Linked DNA regions of Mus musculus: region 2 is linked to region 1. Evidence: chromatin contacts called from public HiChIP or PLAC-seq data. All regions are on one chromosome and are shown on one strand. Each heading gives the region's core, a stretch centred on a gene start, on an enhancer-like site or on the middle of the called end of the contact. The rest is flanking DNA. Distances are from core to core; before and after follow the strand shown. Region 1 holds the start of Tm4sf20 (transmembrane 4 L six family member 20). Region 2 has its middle 47 kb from the start of Slc19a3.

Region 1 (7,131 bases), core at 1,252-3,751:
GATAGAAGCCTAACTCTGGGGAGTCCTCTTGAACATGAGAACAACACTTAAAGCCATAGCTCAGCATGAGTGCAGAAGCTCTGCTTTGTAAAGGGTTTGCATGCAGTCTTCTAATCAGTTTGACTTACAGCCATTTGTTTTCCACTAAGATTTTAATAACTGGCTTTGGAAAAGTACCCTTATGTAATGGGTAAAAATCAATAAAAAGAATGAGTAAGACCAGGCTTATAGTTAACTTTATATAAAGTAAAAGAGCCTTTCTGATTATATTTTACAACAAACATTTTAAAATGCTTTTAATGCTTGATCAAGTAACATTTATATTGACAATCCCCTTCCCCTTAGTAGATAATCTTAAAGATTAACTACATAATGTTTTACTTGGTTACAGTTTCAAAAGATAAAAAGGTTCACCTCTGATTGGGGTTGGTCATAAAATCATAAAACAAATGACTTCATAAAGTAATCAGTAATGAGCCCTGAGGTTGTGTTATATGCAGTTTCCTGTAAAATTCCCATTTCTGAAGGGAGGCTAACTTGAAATGTAACAACTGGCCAAAAGTTTTAAGGACTAAACAAATGCTCAACACACTTAGTGAATTCTTCTTTACAAAGTGTCTGCAGAAGTGAGTTGACAGATGTCACAAGGGACATAACTCCCCTCGGAAAAAAAATGTGATTCATCCTTTTATGTGAAGCCAAGGATCATGAAAGTATGCTTGCCTTCCGAGCACTGCTGTTAGCACCTGTTTACTAGTCGGGCTAACCTCCAGCTTGAGGGTCTGCGTATGGAGAGCATCAGACTTCTCCATGAGTTTGATGCTCTAATGACCTTTGGTTAATATTTATTGAGGGAAGCAAGATAGGCAAGACAAGGAGTCCAGATTCTCTCAAGTGTTTCCCAGGTGTGTAGGCCTTTGTGTGACTCAGCTTCCTGGTCCTTTTACTTTGTGGATTTTATCTTTGACCTCTGTGAGCCTGAGGCAGAGATTGAGGACGACAGTATTTTAACTAGCTTTGGCATTAGATAAATCTAGCACTGGGTTTCACACCCATTGTGTGACCTGGCTAACATTCTCAGCCTTCTGTTTTCTGGTATATAAAGTACAAGTGATAATTGCAGCCCAGATGATTGTAGAGTGGAAACTAGGCAGGATGTACGCTAAACTAGGCTTTCCAGCAAGATGTCAACAAATGAATGTTCTATGCCTCCTGTCCTTTCTGGTCTGTTTAGTCTCTGGCTCCTTGGTTTCTCAAAAAAAAAAAAAAAAAAAAAAAAAAAGCCCAAGAGATGTAGATGGGTACCATCACTACCTCGTGCTCTTTACTACTTGTAGCAAAGCTTTAAAATATTCTCTCCTGTGTTTTCAGCAATGCAAATTCATATCTAGAGATAGCTGAGTTTTTCTAAATGGCCTGTCTCAGCTGGGGCACTGCTAGGAGTGCATCTTCCAGATCTGAAAATTGGATTCTACAAATGTGTTCTACCCAGACTGGCTGCATCACAATTTCTAGGAGACAATGAGAACCTGACTCTGATAGTTCACTGTTAAGAACGCATGAAATCTGTGTTGTCCCACCTTGCATCAGATTTCAACAAGGAACACCCATTCACCATCATCAGACTATAGAACTCTGAAGCTTTCTGGGATCTATGTAATACTCAAAACCAAAAGTTGTTGAGGTCAGAAACTGGCTTAGTTGCTTCCCTATTGCTGTGATAAAACACCATGACCATGGCCAAGCATCTTATAAAAGAGACCCAGGATTTCGAACTCTATGTCTTAGGCCAGCTCCCTTGAGAAGCAGGCTAAGCCTCACTATGCCATCTCCAAGGCTACCCATGCGCAGGGGTGCTTCTCATTCCCGTAGAGCAAGTTCCCACTGCTGCCACGTTCCCTATACCTAGAAATCAGGATGGGGCAGAGAAAAAGAGGCAATAGATTTAAACAATATCCCACAGAGTGGTTAAGGCCCCGAGTTCCATCGCCAGCACCATGTTTTAAAAAAGAAAAACTGAAGTTCCTTAATGTTAAATAATAAAGTTCAGAGGTATCATCCCACCTGTGAAGAAATGCTATAGGTAACGACTTAACCTGCTTTTTGCCTTAAGGTCCCTAAGATGGACCATCGCTTTCTGTACATAAATTATCATTCTTCACAATGTAACATTATAAATTGATGGTAATCACATTCCTAACTGTGCAAGGCTGAAAGTCATAGTTAAAGGCATCAGACACCCTTCTCCAAGTCTGTTCATGTAGGTATTACTCACCATCAGACCTGCTCCTATAATTCCTGGAAACCACCACTCATAGCAGGAGATGGGGTTTTGAGAAGTCGAGTCTGCCTCCACTAAGCTGATTCCCAGGGGTATACAATTGATAACCACTCCTAGCAGGATCAGAATGAGCAGGCTGAAGCCATTGCAGGATGTCCACCCTTCACAGCACGTCATGGTTTTCCTGGTTCAGTTAGAAACCTCCTCAGGGTGGCTGGGCTCGTGTAGCTCTCTGCCTGGCCTTTTATCCCAACGTTCTGGTTAAAGTTTAGCACTTATGAAAAATGAGTTGTGGAAAGCAGTTCAGAGTCCAGTAGGGCAGGATGTTATTGTGAGGATTATGACGGGAACCAATAATCATATTATGATAGGATGAAGGGAAACAGATAGAAAAAAAAATCTAATGTTGCTGTGTGATGAACTTACACATGAATACAGGTAAGTAAAAACTGATTTAAAAAAAAAAAAGCTTGTGTGGCATAACTCCTAAAATATTCCTCTACTGATGTGCCTTGTAAAAATCTAAGAAGACAAAAAGTATATCCAATTAGAATAAACTACTTTTCATAGTTTTATATTATTGGACGATACAAGGATATTATATATAAAGTATCCTTATTTTGGAGTTATTCAGTAAGAATATGAACATTGTATAAGATTAGGGAAAGCAATCTTCTCTGCAAGTATTCCTGATTACTCTAAATATTAGTGTTTCATTTCAGGCTATTGTCTCACATGCAGCATTTTTAATCCTTAATTTTCCCAGTCTTGTAAAGTAGATCCTTTGTACACATCCCACCTACAACCTGTGGGAGGTTTGACTAATGGCACCAGAAGGAAAGTGATCAAATATGGACACTATGATAAAAGCAATGGCAGAGAGGCTAGACGGGAGACGAAGGTTCCATGTCTGCCATGGTCCTCCTCAACTATAGCAGACAGAGGAACAAGCCTTTAGTTTGTGCTGCTTTGTGTATCTCATAAAGGTCCATCCTGTCACTGCATATCCAGATTTCAAAGGCAGGCGGCTCTGGGGAAAATACCACTTTGTTTACAGAGAGGACAACTGAAAAGACACTGAAATGAATAACAAACAAAACAGTTATTGCTGTCTTATTCAAATGTTTGGAGAAAACTCTTTAGAGTATCTAGGTTCCATCATTAGATCGTTTGAAAACAGTTTGAACCATGTGTATGTTTGTATCTAGAAGGACAGGTAATATTTGTAAGATAAGTCAGGACTCTCCAGCTCCTGCTATCTTCTCAACCCTCTGTCACTGCAGTTCCATCCCATGCAAAGGGTTCACATGATGACAAGCCAGGTCTTAACCATGCAGTCTGCTGCCTGACTGGTTGAACTACCCCAGCAAGAATCCAAGGCATATAAATAGGTAGTAAAGCTGCCTTAGCTGTCTTGAAAAATCATGAGTCACATAGTGCATAGGTAGCCACTGATATATTGGTATACATATATAAAGATATATGAATTTTCTCTCATATTAATTCATCTCCATACTTATTCACACTTATCCACTTACAGCTAAGTAAGACCATGTGACTACTTCAAACCAGTAGAAAGAGAGGGAAAGAAAACAATGTCACTTTCAAGCCACATTGCTTTGCAAGCACTAGGCTATGTCTACCTTGTTTTCCACATAGACCGGAAACAACTAAACTATCTAAGAAGTCATGCATTGACCATGTCAATAGCTTCTTCAGCCCATCTCCTGAATAACTAAATGGAGAGAGCCCTTAGCCCACGTAAAACAACCCAGGAGTCTATTGACTCAATCTCAGTAGCTTTCGTTTCCTTATATTCAGTGTCAAACTTTAACTCAATTTTTAAACTTTCCTGGAGTTCGCAACCTGTGTTGCCAAAACATCAGTTCCAATAGTCTGAAAAAAAAATTCAAAGACAGTGAAACACAGTATTTTCCATTGTTTTATTCATAAATTACATTGGGGAAGGAGGGAACACTTTAAAGTTAAAACACGTGGTGTATACAGCCAATGTAAGCAGACATATAATACATGCATCTCTTGAAAGGCAAGTGCTTCAAAATAATAGAATATATTCACATTGCTTTCACTCAGCTGAGGTCTTTAATGGGAGTCTTCTGCAGATTATCACTGGCCGTTCATAGTGGGCTGAGGGTGGATTCTAAAATATAAACACATTATAATGCTCCCTGTATTCACATTATACATGCACTATGAATATCAGAAATAGAAGCGAAATCTTCCATGGGTAAAGGTGGAAGGGCCCTGAGTTCAGTTTTAAGGACTCGAAGATGCATATGCTATTAAAGAAGAAGAGGTCCTTAGAGATTCTGAGTTCAGCTTCATTATTTCATCAATGAATGAGCAAATTCAGGGAGGCTGACTTATTTATCCATGGCTAGGCATCTTCAGCACAGCACAGACGTATTTTAGTCTTCCGCGTTCTACTCAGCTATGTTTATTAAGCCTTACAGCTTGATAGGTGAACTGGGAGGGATTATAGGGCATACAGTCTAAAAGTCTAAGTATATGAGCCTGGGTCCAACCATCACCGGCCCCGAGGCCAGGGGGCCAGCAGCCATGCTAGCAACAGCACTTCTTGCATCCACACTTCTGCTGGCAGCAGCACTTCTGCTGGCAACAGCCCTTCCCACAGCCACAGCCGCAGCCACAGCCACAGGAGCCACAGCCACAGGAGCGGCAGCAGGAGCGGCGGCAGCAGCAGACTACCACAGGCTTGCAGCAGCCACAGCAACCGCAGCAGCCACCACAGCAGCCACAGCAGGGAACCCGGTAGCACCTGTAGGTGGTACAGCTGTTGCAGCCTCCACAGCCGCCACAGCCACCGCAGCCTCCACAGCCACCACAGCCACCGCAGCCTCCACAGCCACCGCAGCCTCCACAGCCACCACAGCCACAGCCTCCACAGCCACAGCCGCCACAGCTGCCACAACCGCCGCAGCCGCCGCAGCCACCACAACCTCCACAACCACAGCAACCCATGGTGTCAGTAGAGAGGACTCGGATCAAATGAACAGAAGAGCAACTTGAGAGAGGAGAGGATGATCTGATGCCTTCTGCTGAGGGCGGGGTTTATATACCGTCTTGGGGCCGGCATGACCCTAGCACGTGGTTTCTATTGTTTATCTCCCACATGGTTTCTATTGTTTATCTCAGCTTCCTTGAGAGCATTGTTCAGCACTTCAGGTTCACTTCCTTCTTAGGGACCTTTAACCTTACAAAGAGCTTATTTTTAGCTCTGGGTTTATTTGTTCTGAAAACATATTTACAGTTGGGTTCTGGAATAGTTTGCCAACATACTATTGTCTGCACAACCAAGGAGAGTCTCACTGGAGGAAGTTTTTATTTGAGCCTAGCATGACTGGACTCGTGAGACCAACCCTTTTCCAAGTCCTCTCTGTGCCGTCACTGGTCCCAGCAGAGATGATGCAAAGTAATACTTTTTGAGGGCCTGACAGCCAGAGTCCTCACAACTAACATCTCCAGGATCTATGTGCACTTGGCCCACATGTGCAGTAGCTTGGGTTTGATCCCAGCCCGGCAAAGAATAAATAGGCAAGGTTTCTTGGCTTTGTTTTTTAAAGAGAGATAGTGAATATCCTCCTCAAAAGTTAATAGAAAGAGGGCTCTTCCAGAATTTCACCATGACACATGGCTGCTGTTGTCCTATCTGCCATGTGACATCTACCTGAACAAATGATGCATATAGACAGCCCTTGGTCCTGTGGCTCTGGGTTGTAAGTGACAGTCATCCCCTATGGTGCAGTGCCTTTCTATGGGATCATAAGTGGGAGAGTGGGAATAATAAGAAAACAAAACAGTGTTAGAAGATCTTTGCAGTACACCCAAGAGTGAAGAACAAGGAAAGCTTAGTCCCCGCCCCTGCAGAAACCTACACTATAGCCACAGGATTTGTGTCAGCGGATAACTTCTATGCCCAGTACTAAGCCCTACCTTAGAGACATCTGTCACCAAGGCAATAGCAGGTGTGTCCACGTGTTATGATTTTTTTTGGGGGGTGGGGGTGGGGGGTGGGGTCGAGACAGGGTTTCTCTGTATAGCCCTGGCTGTCCAGGAACTCACTTTGTAGAACAGGCTGGCCTCGAACTCAGAAATCCACCTACCTCTGCCTCCCGAGTGCTGGGATTAAAGGTGTGCGCCACCACGCCTGTGTTATGATTCTTAATAATCTGAGATTAGGTGGTAGCTGAGTTGTTCGGCTTGCCAGTTCTTCTTTGTGAAAACAACCACGGCCATTTCTGCTTGTGGCAGCTGGCAAGAGGAAGGGCTGGCTCTCCCACTCCTATACAGTCAGGGTTAGCTCGCCTGCACCCATGCTACCAGAGCCTGATCTCCAGCACTGCCCAGCTAGGGGTGGGGCCAGCTCTTCTGCTCTCACACCCTCAGGGCTGAGGGCCAGCTCTCCCATATTACCAGGGTCAGCTCTCCCAAGTGGTGCAGCCAGTGAGGGACAGGGTCTGCTCCCTAACTCATGCCCTGAGGGCCAGCTCTCTCAAGTTGCCCAGATAAGGAGTGGGCCTGCTCTCTGGAGCGCCTGAGTACCAAAGCTGGTGAGGTTCAAGACAACTCTTAGCCCTTGGACATCGAGATGGCTCCAGGAGGAAGACCTGACCGGGGACATCTGCATAGCCTCTGGTGATAACATTGATACAGACCCCTGTTACTACCACGGTGGTAACCAGACCTGGCCAGGACCTAACCATGGCCTCAGGTGGCCGCACGGGCTACTCACATCAGGCTGTCACCACCCTCTCTTGTCTCCAGTTCTACCTCTCTTCAGAGCACACACACCGTTCCCTTCTCTTCCT
Region 2 (7,131 bases), core at 3,139-5,638, 220 kb after region 1:
GAGAGAACAGCTTTTAGCATCAGGTCACATGAGAAACTTGATAAGTATAATTAGCCGACTCCCTGGATGTCCTCAGAGCTTCTGATTTAATGGATCAGATCTGATGCTCAGGGATCTATGACATCAACAGGCACTGATGTTCCTGATAGTGTGGTCACAGGTTGATGCAGGGGACCCTTTTTCTAATCTTTTGCAAAATGTGCAGATTTCTGACTGAGAATGCAGAAGGTGAAAGGTCATGCAGAGAGGATGCAGTACTGTACGGATGTGGAGCCTTTCCTATCTCCCCTGTACCCACCAGGCTGATGTGAGCTACTCTCGACTCCCCTCATTTCCTTCAAGTTGTTCCAGTCTCCTCTCTTCCTTCTCTGAGGCTACTCCTTCCTATTGATTAATCTTTGAATAAGCTTGTCACCAACACTGTTGAGTATCATTAAATGACCACTTATTTCCCCAAGTGCTAATAATGGAACATGAATTCTTGAAATCAGTTCAATCCATATTTTGAACACTTTCAGCTTGGTTCAATAGGATCATGTGTTATTTGCTACTAGCGACATCTACTGGAAGAAGTTGGAAAGGCCAGCATATTGGTGATTTTTAAGAACACATGCTTCTCATATCAGGCTCCTGTCAGCAGGCTCTTGTGGCATCTGCAATAGTGTCTGGGTTTGGTAGTTGTTTATGAAGTGGATGCTCACAGTCATCCATTGGACGGAGCATAAGGTCCCCAAATGAAGGAGCCAGAGAAATACCCAGGGAGCTGAAGCCCCATAGAAGGAACATCAATATGAACTAACCACCAGTACCCTCAGAGCTCCTTGGAACTATACCACCAGTCAAAGAAAACACATGGTGGAACTTGTGGTTCTAGCTATATTTGTAGCGGAGGATGGCCTAGTCGGTCATCAATGGGAGGAGAGGCCCTTGGTCCTGTGAAGATTCTATGCCCCAGTATAGGGGAATGCCAGGCCAGGAACGGTAGTGGGTGGGATGGGGAGCAGGGGGAGGGGGGGAAGGGGTAGGGGATTTTTGGAGGGGAAACTAGGACAGGGGATAACATTTGAAATGTAAATAAAGAAAATATCCAATAAAAAAGAAAAAAAATTAGAAAAAAAAGAGAACACATGCTTCATTTGTTATTGCTGGCAAGATGGTTACCCTTTAATGGTGCTCATTGTCTTAGATACCAATCTTAAACTCTACAGATTCAGTCTTTTGTGAAAGAGCCTGAACTCAAAGTTCAGACACAGAGGAGAGCTTTGATGGGGCCCTTTGTCTTCCTGTGTGGCCAGGGGAGCCTTGCTGAGTGACCTGTTGCCTTCCTTTCCCTCCCTCAGCTGCTCAGGGGCTGCTTTTTGTGGATGATGTCAACAAAGGAGGTGCTTTGTCACAGTAGCATCTCCCACTACACAGTTCTGAGCAGATGCTCATCCTACTTCCAATGTGAGTTCAGCGTCTTTCTGTTCGTGCAAAGGTCTCCCTCTACAACAGATTCCCACAAAGAACAGAAATAAGAACTTTACACACATTAGATTTACTATTGCCTTGTTTTGATATAATATTTTAAAACCCTCCTCTGGAATGAATGATGTTCTAGACTCTATTTTATCCCATTTAAACTCATTTATTCTCATTCCGTCCTGGTCTGTTCTGGATAAGGCACAAAGCCTGGTGAACACACTTCACTCCTGTGCATCTTTACTTTCTGGCAAGGAAATAAGTCACTGATGTTTCCAACTTTGCTACCGTAATCTGTCGCCCCACACAACGCGGCATACCAGAGTTGTATCACCGTGGTTCTGTGTAGAATTGTGACCACAGTAGAGGGCAGCGCAGGCATACCTGCTTTATAGAAGAGCAGTAGAAATGAATGTGGCCAGTGGAAAAAAGCTATAGGAAGTATACTGCTTGTGTCCCTGGCTGGGGCAGCATTTCTAACCAGCAATTATGTAAACAGCTTCGTAACATGCAATCCTAGTGCACCTGGCTGGGTCAGGGTATACAGTATATTATTTCGTAAACACTACTTGTTGCTCTTCAATTAGAATTCCTCAGTTGGCAAATTCCGGGTGGTCTGTCAATAGTTACAGAAAGGAGTAAACCGTTAATGTAATGTTGTGAAAAACAGGAGTGACTCCAAAGAGTGGCTAGAGGAGAGGAGCTATGGGAAGTCAAGTAGGGGTCCAGCATCTTCCTTCCCTTTAGAACATGGGATGGGAAAAGCTAACATCTTCTTAATGGAAGAAGTAAAGAAGATGGTGGATGACTTGATAAGGGGTCAACAACTGTTGAATTCTAAGCAGCAAAGTGCCTGTTTAGGGAGCTGTAAGAGAAGTTAACTAAATCTGTCACAACTGGAAACCAGTAGATAAGTGTTAAAAACCTAAGACATCAGGAAAAGAGAATATGGGTGTGTCTTAGTCAGGGTTTCTATTCCTGCACAAACATCATGACCAAGAAGCAGTTGGGGAGGAAAAGGTTTATTCAGCTTACACTTTCCACATTGTTGTTGATCACCAAAGGAAGTCAGGACTGGAACTCAAGCAGGTCAGGAAGCAGGAGCTGATGCAGAAGCCATGGAGGGATGTTCCTTACTGACTTGCTTCCCCTGGCTTGCTCAGCTTGCTTTCTTGCAGAACCCAGGACTACCAACCCAGAGATTGGTCCCACCCAAAGGGGCCTTTCCCCCTTGATCACTAATTGAGAAAATGCCTTACAGTTGGGTCGCATGGAGGCATTTCCCCAACTGAAGCTCCTTTCTTTGTGATAACTCCAGCCTGTGTCAAATTGACACACAAAACCAGCCAGTACAGGGTGTATATTCTATAGCTTGTCTCCTGAGTGACACCTACTGAGGAGAATTGGGGCTGAAGAGGAAGACCTGTATCTGTATGCTTTTCTAGTTCCTCCCAGTATTTGATGAAACATTAAAAAAAAAACACAGAAAGAAGAGTTAGTACATTTTTATTTTTAAAATTTTTATAAGTATATATTCACCATTAATAAAGATGAACCATTTCCATGCACAACTCTCGACTCAGGAACCAGTCAAGCCTAGTATCTCCAAATTTGGAGAAGCCAGTATGTAAAGGTAAATAAAAAGATAATTTACTCTCCCAGCTGTGTCTCACGGTGGTGAGGGAAGCACAGCTGCTCTTAGCTTCAGTGGTCTCAAAGCAGGAACACAGAAGCTGTACACAGAGGGAGAACAGAGTGTCAACTGGCAAGGAAAGAGGCTCATCCTGTGAGTCTAGGATTCTGGCCTTGACCTTCCCACGTCAGGAGGCTGCCACCATCAGCCACAATGTCAGCATTTCTGTTTCCCGGATAGACCCTGGCAATCACACCTGTCTTAAGCCTCCACAGAGCAGAGGGACCCAGAGTGCATTGCTTACTCTACAGTTAGGAGAGATCAAATCAGAGCTCCACATTTCAGATTAGTGAAACCTCTTCCTCTCCATGGGTTGGTGGAGGAAACTGTTACTGGCTCATGTATGAAATCACTGCTTTCCTGCCCACAGCTTCCAGGAAAATCTGGTTTTAAATTTTCCCCAATATCCGATTTTGTCAGTGACCAGAAAAAGTCTCACACTCATGGTATATTACTAGCTTTCCACTTTGGCCTCGTGCCTAGGGTCTTTCCAAGGTCATATTTCTTTTCTTTGTACCTTGTAAGAGTCTGCAATGTTCACACACTCAATGTTCTCCTATGACACATTCTTATTAATTCCTTGCTCCAAAGTTGGCTGTGTCCCCACCCTTTGACCCCATTACTTTCCTGTATCGAGGCTCCTTTTCCAGGACTACAAGTACAGTTTAATCACTTAGATCAAAGTACAGTCACCACAGTCCCTTTATTGCATTTGATAATGGCTGGTGGACATTTCTGGTGACGCAGCTCAGGACTTGCTCATGAGACACCTCTTTCAACATAGTGCCAGCAGCTGGCTCCACGCCTGTTACTGCTCTAAAGGTGGTGGGAGGGACCTGGAAAAATGGAGCCAACAAATGAGATGGACTAAAGTCTCACGCAGGAGACAACTTTATTCAAAGCATCAGACAATTTATACTCTGACGGTTAAGAAGAATCCGAAGAGTAATGTGTACAATCACAGGGACAAGTCCTTTGAGGCCCATAAGCCACATCTGGCAGAAAGAGGTTTTAACGAGTAATCTGAAGTAAACTCACTCTTATCCACTGGTTTTGGTCTCTTGTAGAACGTAAGCCCATTTTTGTGTTTAATAGGAATGCAAATGTTATGATATCTTATACAAATAGAAAGTGATTTAAATCTCAAGGAAAAATTAAATGCAGTGCCCTTTCCAGATGAGTGAATGAGTCTATTACAGTCCTAAGGTCCAGTCATAAATTATGAAATCATTAGTAAAGATAACAGGAGCTGGATCCAAGCAATCTACAAGTTGAAGCAAAGGTGGATGGGAAACATAAGACCAATACATGTGTTCAGAGGGACTCGTGACAGATGCCTTAGGTCAGCAGCAGCTAGCGTTGCCAGAAAGAGATTCTCAGGGGGCATGAGGCTCTGTGTACTCTGTAGACTTCTTCCTTGGTACACAGGACCTTAACATAGCCCCAGGTAGGCAGACTTGACTTCTCATGGTATGGTCATCATCTCCCTTTGGCCTTTAGCTGGAGATTTGCTATCTTCCTGGTGACTTCTACTATTTCCTTACCTTCCATCAATGTCTCTGATGGGCAGGGACCAGAGGAGCTGAAGAGGAACCCACAATGCTTCAGTGCGTCATTCTGCAATGACAGTTGCATAACTCTTCCCAATTTTTTTTTCAGGAGAAGTGGAAATGGACAGGTTAATGTGTTACTTGCTTATTTCCTTCTGCAATAAAATCAGGGCAGTTAGAGTGTGTACGAGTGTAGGTCAGTGGACCGTGCAACCAGGCAGAACTGGTAAGGCAGCAGCAAGCTCAGAACCCGGGTAAATCTCATGATTGAGAACGGCAGGAGTTCTCATGAGCTCCCAACCAGGTTCCTCTCCTGGAGCTCATAACCATGACATCCCACTAAGAGGACCATGACAACCGGTTGTATAGCATGAAAACCTAGATTTCTCCATGCTAATGAGCTATCTAGATAGGCCTCCAGTGTTTAGCCAATGAGCTTCCCTTCCTGGGCATCCCTTCCAGTAAAAGGCACTTAATCCTTGATCTATCCTAAGTAAGATGTACGCATCCTCATCTGCCTTGAATAAAACAGTTTGGACAAGCGAGGACTGATCATTCAAGGACGGCTGTAGGGGGAGGCCTTCATCATACAGAGCCTTGCCTAAGTCTTCCAAGTCTCCCACAGAAGGTTCTCTTCTAGTCCCTCCGTATTCCTGGCACTCCCTGGGAGCTAAGCCCGACTCTGTACCTCCCTCCCACACCCCCCCATACCCTGCTCCAATCCAGGCCTCATCGAGAGCCATTCTCAACATCTCATGGTTTCCAGTGGTGTCTGGGTACACAGGAGGGTGGGAAACATGGTCCTAGCAGCGTTTAGGTACACAGGAGTTTGAGAACCACAGCCTTTGTCCCAGCCTCTGCTGTTTTCATGGAAACACGGACTGGGACTCCTATCTTAGACTGTGTTTCACCTTCCCTGAGCAAGATGCAAGCAGCCCAGCACCCCAGTAGTGAGGAAGACACATGAATATGATTCTATTGCTGGAAATAATCCTACAACATAAGTAGAAGTCTAAATGATATTTCAGGGTTACTAATTAATCACAGTGGATGAATCAAAGCAGCCAGTTCTACCTGTTAGGCTAATGAAAACGAGGTATTATTATATCGATGAATATCTAGGCCATGAGTCCCTCCTATACCCTTGTAGAATGGGACAAGGTTGGACAAGTTTTGTAATCACAAATTCAGCTTGTATGAGAAAAATTCCATAGCTTGCCAGCTGGATAGTAATGTTCTATCTTTCCATAGAAACGTGCAAATGAAATTTGAAAATCCATATAATTCTGTAATGCTCTTACAAGCTTATTGTTAGTTAAGAGTAAAAAGCAAGGATCAACTCCATATAATAAATGATGCCAGGTCCTCCTATGATTCTCTGATTTACTTTATTTACTCCGATTTGAGCAAGAAGAGTAAAGTAAGCAGTGAGTATTTTACAGTCCTTATGGTGCCAATAAATCTATATTTATTTTTATCTTTTTGTGCTATATAATACCTATAGGAAACAATTCTTTTCTCACCCCTTAAGGTAATATCCAAAGACTATCCAGTGTCATCTTTCCTTCTAGAACAGTGGTTCTCAAGCTTCCTAATGCTGTAACTCTTTAACTCAGTTCTTCATGTGTGGTGACCACCAAACTATAAAATTACTTTTTGTTGCTATTTCATAGCTCAAATTTTGCTACTGTTATGAATCATAATGTAAATATATGTGTTTTCTGATGGTCTCATGTGACCCCTGTGAAAGGCTGACCTCCAAAGAGGTCACGACTCAGAGGTTAAAAGTCATCGTTACAGAGTTTTAACTAGCTAAGGCTGCATTGGAAATACCAAGCACAGCTCAGGAGGCTGGGGAGAAATTGGAAAACAAATTATTTTTGCCAGCTGTGCCCTAGCTTGCCTAGGTAATACAGTTAGATGTTTCAAAGGCTGTCCTAAGTCTTAACCAAAAAATGGAGAGAATTCTAAATTAGGTTGATGCTCAGATTCCTCCCCGTGCTTCAGGATCATCTCCAGGCAACGGAGGATGCACATCTGAAGGAGGCGCCATAAGGGAGCTGAGGGAGCCAGCCCCTGCTTACTTATCAGCTGTGCTAGTTTTACTTGCTTGAATGGGGAAAATGTATTTTTATTCTTTAACCAATTTTAAGGTTTGCTTTTCCAGTTTATAATCCATTCAAGGAGTCAGCCATCTCTTTCTCAATGTTAGAATCCTCTTCATCTTTTTAAAGCATTTTGATAACAGTGCAAATTAATGATCAAATGACCCCAAATTGATCAGGGATCTTTCCCCCTTTGCTTATTTCAATATTTGTTTGGACTTTGACCCATACTTCTTCATCTAAAGTTCCTTCTTCTTGAAACGAGGAATTATAATCATCACTAACTTGCAAGCAATCTAATAGCTGTGATTTTAACACTCGT

What was found. HiChIP or PLAC-seq counts read pairs in DNA pulled down with a chosen protein or histone mark.
Region 2: an H3K4me3 HiChIP or PLAC-seq map of intestinal villus epithelium shows a contact between it and region 1, with 7 times the contacts expected there. The contact joins the enhancer-like site here to the promoter of Tm4sf20 in region 1. A contact is called at or near these places in 17 of 39 promoter capture datasets (the 3T3-L1 cell line, 3T3-L1-derived adipocytes, the C10 cell line and 8 more), 2 of 15 datasets of contacts at CTCF or cohesin (the G1E-ER4 cell line and the NIH/3T3 cell line), 2 of 484 Hi-C or Micro-C datasets (CD4 T cells and bone marrow-derived macrophages), 3 of 115 datasets of contacts at active chromatin or transcription factors (bone marrow-derived macrophages, intestinal villus epithelium and stem cell-derived neural progenitor cells) and 4 of 9 other capture datasets (adipose tissue, liver, macrophages and 1 more).

The regions. Positions count from the first base shown.
Region 1 is chr1:82,765,960-82,773,090 of GRCm38.p6, forward strand. It overlaps Tm4sf20 (transmembrane 4 L six family member 20), which reads right to left and starts at 2,502. Exons shown (of 4, transcript NM_025453.4): 1 at 2,276-2,502. The coding sequence starts at 2,458.
Region 2 is chr1:82,987,408-82,994,538 of GRCm38.p6, forward strand. No RefSeq gene overlaps it. Among named protein-coding and RNA genes, the nearest start is that of Slc19a3, 47 kb to the right of the region's middle. Within about 2 kb of position 4,389, at least 13 of the 459 cell types and tissues checked have an H3K27ac peak or open chromatin away from gene starts, as enhancers often do. A contact at or near this core is called in intestinal villus epithelium, where this site is marked.